Regions from separate parts of the Sus scrofa genome. Here region 2 is linked to region 1. Evidence: chromatin contacts called from public Hi-C data. All regions are on one chromosome and are shown on one strand. Each heading gives the region's core, a stretch centred on a gene start, on an enhancer-like site or on the middle of the called end of the contact. The rest is flanking DNA. Distances are from core to core; before and after follow the strand shown. Region 1 holds the start of SWSAP1 (ATPase SWSAP1). Region 2 holds the start of ELAVL3 (ELAV-like protein 3).

What was found. A called contact is a pair of places that touch in the nucleus more often than the background predicts.
Region 2: a contact with region 1 is called in a Hi-C map of fetal liver, with 2.1 times the contacts expected there. The contact joins the promoter of ELAVL3 here to the promoter of SWSAP1 in region 1. A contact is called at or near these places in 3 of 5 promoter capture datasets (fetal liver and liver) and 18 of 47 Hi-C or Micro-C datasets (alveolar macrophages, blood, embryonic fibroblasts and 6 more).

The regions. Positions count from the first base shown.
Region 1 is chr2:70,058,760-70,061,459 of Sscrofa11.1, forward strand. SWSAP1 (ATPase SWSAP1) reads left to right here and starts at 1,427. Exons shown (of 2, transcript XM_005654777.2): 1 at 1,427-1,697; 2 at 2,513-2,700. The coding sequence starts at 1,449. It overlaps CCDC159 (coiled-coil domain-containing protein 159), which reads left to right. Exons shown (of 19, transcript XM_013987368.2): 19 at 1-1,697. PLPPR2 (phospholipid phosphatase-related protein type 2) reads left to right here. Exons shown (of 11, transcript XR_002341659.1): 10 at 1-1,697; 11 at 2,513-2,700.
Region 2 is chr2:70,132,995-70,135,694 of Sscrofa11.1, forward strand. It overlaps ELAVL3 (ELAV-like protein 3), which reads right to left and starts at 1,354. Exons shown (of 7, transcript XM_021083879.1): 1 at 906-1,354. The coding sequence starts at 914.

The DNA of each region.
Region 1 (2,700 bases), core at 177-2,676:
TTGTCTCTGCTGGGTGCTTGTGCATTTAGAGTGCTATAAAATTGAGGTGAATCATGGGCCTGAGGTGGTACATTTACAGGGCAATGTAACAGTATGTCGTGTGTGTGTGTGTGTGTGTGTGTTGGGGGGAGAAATGGTATGATTGTATCAGAGTGTGTTCTGGTGTGTGTGCAAGGGAAAGGGTGTGGAGGCATGAATATGGGAAAGAGTATGTATGGGATACTTTGTGTCAGGATAGGATAGGGCAGGGAGCATGTGGGTGATGGGGATTCTGAAAGTGAAATATATGCAGAGATGCCATGTGTGCATGCATGCGTGTGTGTGTGTGTGTGTGTACGTGCCCAGCTGTGTGAGTGGGTGTATTATTGGAGGATGTTGTGGAGCTGTGTTCCGGCCCCAGAGGGAGAGAGAAAGCCCTGGAAATCTCAGTTCCTCCCTGCCCCTGGGTCTCCTGGCAACAGCACCACTTTGAAGTTACCAGGAGACAGAGTTGCCAGGGCAACAGGGGTATGAGTGGCAGCTCTGGGGAGAAATCTGGGTGAAGAGACACAACCACTGATCACTTGATCACTCACCTTGTTCCTCCTTCTCTCCCAGTTTCTCATCAATCCTACTTTCCTTTCTTCATTCATTCCTTTAAGGAGACTATATTGAGAATCTACAATGCCCTAGGCACTGTTCTGGGTGCTGGAGATACCAAAGTGAACATGACAAACAAGGTCCTGCTGTGGTTCTCCCTCAGTCTCCCAGCCCCCTGAATCTCTGCCTATTCTCTCCTGTGCCCCCTTTTTGTTGTTTGGTCCTGCCTCCCCCTGTACTACAAGCAGGACTCAAGAAGCCCCCAGGCCAGTGAGGAAGCCAGCTGAGACTCTTCTCACAGACACTAAGAGACAGCTGCTGATGTTTTGCACATGAATGTCCTCAAGCCGGCAGTCCCAGACACATTTGTGCTGGTATTCAGGTGCAGAGAGAAGCACATAGCTCATCCATCTCTCTTCTCCATTGTCATTGGGTGTTATCAGCAGAAACACACACAGACACGTGCCTATCACAATATTCCTCTGAGATACCATGAGCTACAATTTACAGGTAAAAAACTGAGGCTAAGAGACTTTAAACAATGTGTCAGTGATTAGGACCTGCTCCCTCCAACTCTCAACACTTGTATTGCCTGACTAGCAGAACGACTCACAATAGTAGTATTTGTGCTGCTTCGGCCAGCGGACTCACCAGGGAAGAGCCTTATCTCCCTCAAAGGCCTCCATCCCTTCCTCGGACTAGGTTATTTGCCGCTTCACCACCAGAGGAACTGGGAAACAGCGATCTACCTTTGATGAGCAGAGCCTCGAACCAATGGAGAAGCTAAGTACACTGTGGCCAATGAGATCTCGCCTGCGGCGGGATTAAGGGCAGGATCGGGCCACGGATTGGACAGACGTTTGCTGCGAATGGCGGAGACGCTGAGGCGGGTGCTAAACTCTGGCAGCGCGGCCGGCCCCGCGGAGGAGAGCACGGCTGAGGCCGGACCGCCTTTGCTGCTGCTTGGCGGTCCAGGCTCTGGAAAGACAGCACTGCTATTCGCGGCGGCCCTGGAGACGGCAGGAGAGGGCCAAGGCCCCGTACTCTTCCTCACCCGGAGGCCTCTGCAAAGCTTGCCCCGCGGGACCCGAGCAGCGCTGGAACCCCTGCGGTTACAGGTTGGGAAAAGCGGGACCAGAGGCGGACCAGCCACTAGCGGAGCGGTTGGGATTGAGTGACACGTAGACAGACCAATGGTGGAGACGAAGGAAAGCCAAGCCGGAGTGGCCATTATGGGATGGAGTCTGGAATGAGTCGGGGATGGGACCATACTAAGCTTTGTTAAGATTGAGTGAGAAACCATCGATGAGGGGGCGAAATTAGCAAAAGGCGGTACCCAAAGGGTTTGACTACAGTTGGTTTTTGGACAGCTGCCGTCAAATGATGGTGTCGGCCGCTTAGGGAAAGATTACCCTGCAGATTTGGCAGAAAGCTGTATCTTTCTTTTCTTTTTTGTCTTTTGAGGGCCTCACCCGCGGCATATGGAGGTTCCCAAGCCAGGGGTCTAATCGGAGCTGTTGCTGCCAGCCTACGCCACGGCCACAGCAACGCCAAATCCGAGCCGCGTCTGCGACCTACACCATAAACTCACGGCAACGCAGGATCCTTAACCTACTGAGGGAGGCCAGGGATGGAACCTGCAACCTCGTGGTTCCTAGTCGGATTCATTTCCGCTGCGCCACAGGCGGGAACTCCAGAAAGCTGTATCTTGTTCTCAACTAATACCAGGGAGTGAAGAATGCAGGATAAAAAGGTAGGGGGCGGAGGATGGCAAACAAGAATACTCGACCACTCTGAGCTGCCTCACTCTGGAACCAGCAGTTCCGGGAGTGAGAGCCTCGTCCAGGAGAGTATGCAGGGGACTAGGGCTGCTATAGCAGGGATCCTGGCTTCCTGTGCTGATTCTGGTCCTTTCCTTTTCTCCTCTCTCTAGAAAATCCGCTTCCAGTATCCACCCTCAACCCTTGAGCTCCTCCGGCTCCTGTGCTCTGCGCATGAGGCCAGGGGGGCAGCGCCCTCCCTCCTGCTGCTCGATGGCCTGGAGGAGTACCTAACAGAAGACCTTGGGCCCCAGGAAGCCGCCTACCTGGCCGCCCTGCTTGTGGACACAGCTGCCCACTT
Region 2 (2,700 bases), core at 104-2,603, 74 kb after region 1:
GCGTGGTTAGGAAGGGCGTGGTCGGGCGTGGCTGCGCACTCGGGAGCTGACCAGCTCAGTGGCTGCTGAAAGCACCGGGCGCTGGACGAGTGGCGCCGGCAGGCGGGCGGGCGCTCTCAAGGTCACCCCGCGGCCCAGAGCTCTGGCGGGGTGGGTCGCCTAGACATGGCCTAGGGGGCCTGCCTGAGTCCCTTACCCCATCCCCTGGGGGGCGGGGGCTCAGGAGCCGCGGAGCACCCCCCCCCCCTCCCGCGGGCTCTCCTTTCCCCTCCCCCTCCCCGCAGCCTGAGGCGCCCGCGCGAGGCTACGGCCCGCGAAGAAGCGCCGAGAAACAAAGGGACGCGGCGGCAGTGGCGGCGGGCCCGCGGGGCCTCCGGGCGCGCCCCCTCCTCTCCCCTCCCCGCTTGCCGCAAGGTCGACGGGCTCGAGGACAAGACGCCCGGCTTCCGGGCGCGGTCGAGGCCCAGGGCGCGCGATCCGACGCCACCCCTTCCCTGGGGCTCTTGGGGACTACTTGCCGCCTTATCCTGGTCCAGCACCAGTGACTGGGGCCCTGCGTTTGCCTGGGAGGCCTGCTGGGTCCGGGCCTGGATGGAGGATGCCTCCTCCGCCGCGGCGGCCCCTCCCCCATCAGGCCTGATGAAGGGGGGGCAACCTGTCCCCAGGGAGCCGTAGGATGGCCCCCGAATCGCAACTCGGTTCCCTAAGGCCTCTCACGCCAGACTCTGAGCGCCCACAGCACTTTGGGCGCGGTCCTGCCCACTCTCAGGCCCCGAGGCTCGGTCCTACCCCCCCCCACCCGGGCCTAGCTAGGCCTGGTCCTACCCCCCCATCTCCATCTCCTCGGAGCCTGTGCCTAAGCACTTTCCGACCAGGTTCCCTCTCAGCGACAGGAGAATACCTACAGTGACCATTCTTGTGTGCCCGGCGGGCGCGGTCCGTGTTGAGGGCGGCTCCGGGGGTCGTGCACTCCTTGGGGGGCGCTCGATTCTCACGCCGGGGTCCTGCCCGGGCGGCCTCTGGTGCGGCCGCTGCAGAGGTCTCGGTGAGGGCAGCGGCTCCCTCGAGGGTCGGAGACGGGCCCGAGCCCGGGTACGCGCGCGCGGATAACCGGGCCCCGGGGTGGCCTGCGGACAGCAGGGGATGGAAAGAGGGAGCGGACGCGGGATTGAGAACGCCCCCTGCGCGGCCCCGCGGGGCCCGGGGAGCTTGCGCTTCCCGACAGAGATCGCGGCGCTCTGCCTTTCGCCGCCGCCCCTCCGCCCGGCCTGTCCAGTCCCCGGTGTTCAGTCCTCTCCCCTCGCCCGCCCTCCCTCCCTCCCTCCTGCCCGCGCTGCGCGCTCCGCGCTCTGGGCCGCGCCGCCGCCGCCCCCAGCCCTTTATAGCAGCAGCTGCTAGCGCCGGCGTCTCTTATTGGCTGTGGCAACGGAGCCCCGCCTCCTCGCGGCGCCCGACGGCGCGGCAGGTGGAAGCGAGCGCGCGCTGACCAGGAATCCGCACTCGCAGAAAGCGCATCCTGGGGGCTCGGGTTGCCAGGTTTGGGGCCTTTTGCTCTCATGTATCCTGCTTCCAGCGTTAGAGCCCCTTCTTGGGCTGACTTTCTGCCCAGAAGACAGGAAGGGTTCCCCTCTGCCCAGCACCCGGAACTGGAGGAGCAAAGAGGGTGAGGGCCTTATTGTACTACCTTCAGGAGGTACTGTTCCCGGGAGAGGACTGGAGAGGGATGAGGAATTTCATCCTTCAATACTTCAATGGGCAGAAGCCCGTGTCCCCAGATTTGGAGGGCAACAGGTGTAGTCTCAAGAGCAAGGGAGGAGGGTGAGTGGGCTAGGACCTAGTCTGCTCGCATAAGGAATTGGGATCCTGTGGATTTTGAGAGGTCTAGGTGTCTCTAGGGTTCAAAAGAGGGGGCGGGTAATAGGCACCCTACAGTGCAGCGGGACGCAGCACGGCTCCAAAGGGGATGAAGTTTGGGGTTCCAGGCAAACCCCGCTGGTCCCCTACCGACCCGGGAAACCATAGGTCCTCCTCGGTCCCCCAAAACTTCGAGTGGATGGTTCTTCCATGAAAATATCCTGGCTTCTGGGGCCTGTGATTGGTCCGCCTGTAGAGTTGTGTTACCTCTCTGATAGAGGGGGATCTGGCCTTTATCTCAGGCGATAGAGGGTGGCGCAATCTCCTTTGGAGCGCAGGCACAATCGCACGTTTTTGTCGGTGCGGCCATAAGGCGCGAGGAGTTGTTCTCAGTAGAGCACTAGGGGCGCCTTCGAGTGAGGCTTCAGCACCACAGACAGCGATCCGACGGCCCTGCCCCAGCGCGGCTGGAAGGGTAGCCCGGGTCTTCTAACAGGAGAGTCGCAGTCTAAACCAGATCCTCGTCCCTGCACGCCCTTTTAGGCTCCACACTGTCCGAGAGTACCCTCAAACCTAGCGTGGAGAGCTTAATTTGACCAATCAGAGATGGCCTTCAAGAGGACCAATTGAGGAAAGATGCCTTCGAGATTGAGCCAATGGGAACGCGCGCGGCAGAGAGCCCGGCTACGCCGATGGAAAAGGAAGGCCAATCATAACGGCCCGCGCAATCTGGGTGGTGGCGCTGCAGGTTCCAGTTTGGCCCCTCTTGGGTTTGCCAGGGCTACCTGGCTCCCGACCGTGGGGACCCCGAGCGATGGCTTGTTCCTTCACCCCTTGTCCCTCCTG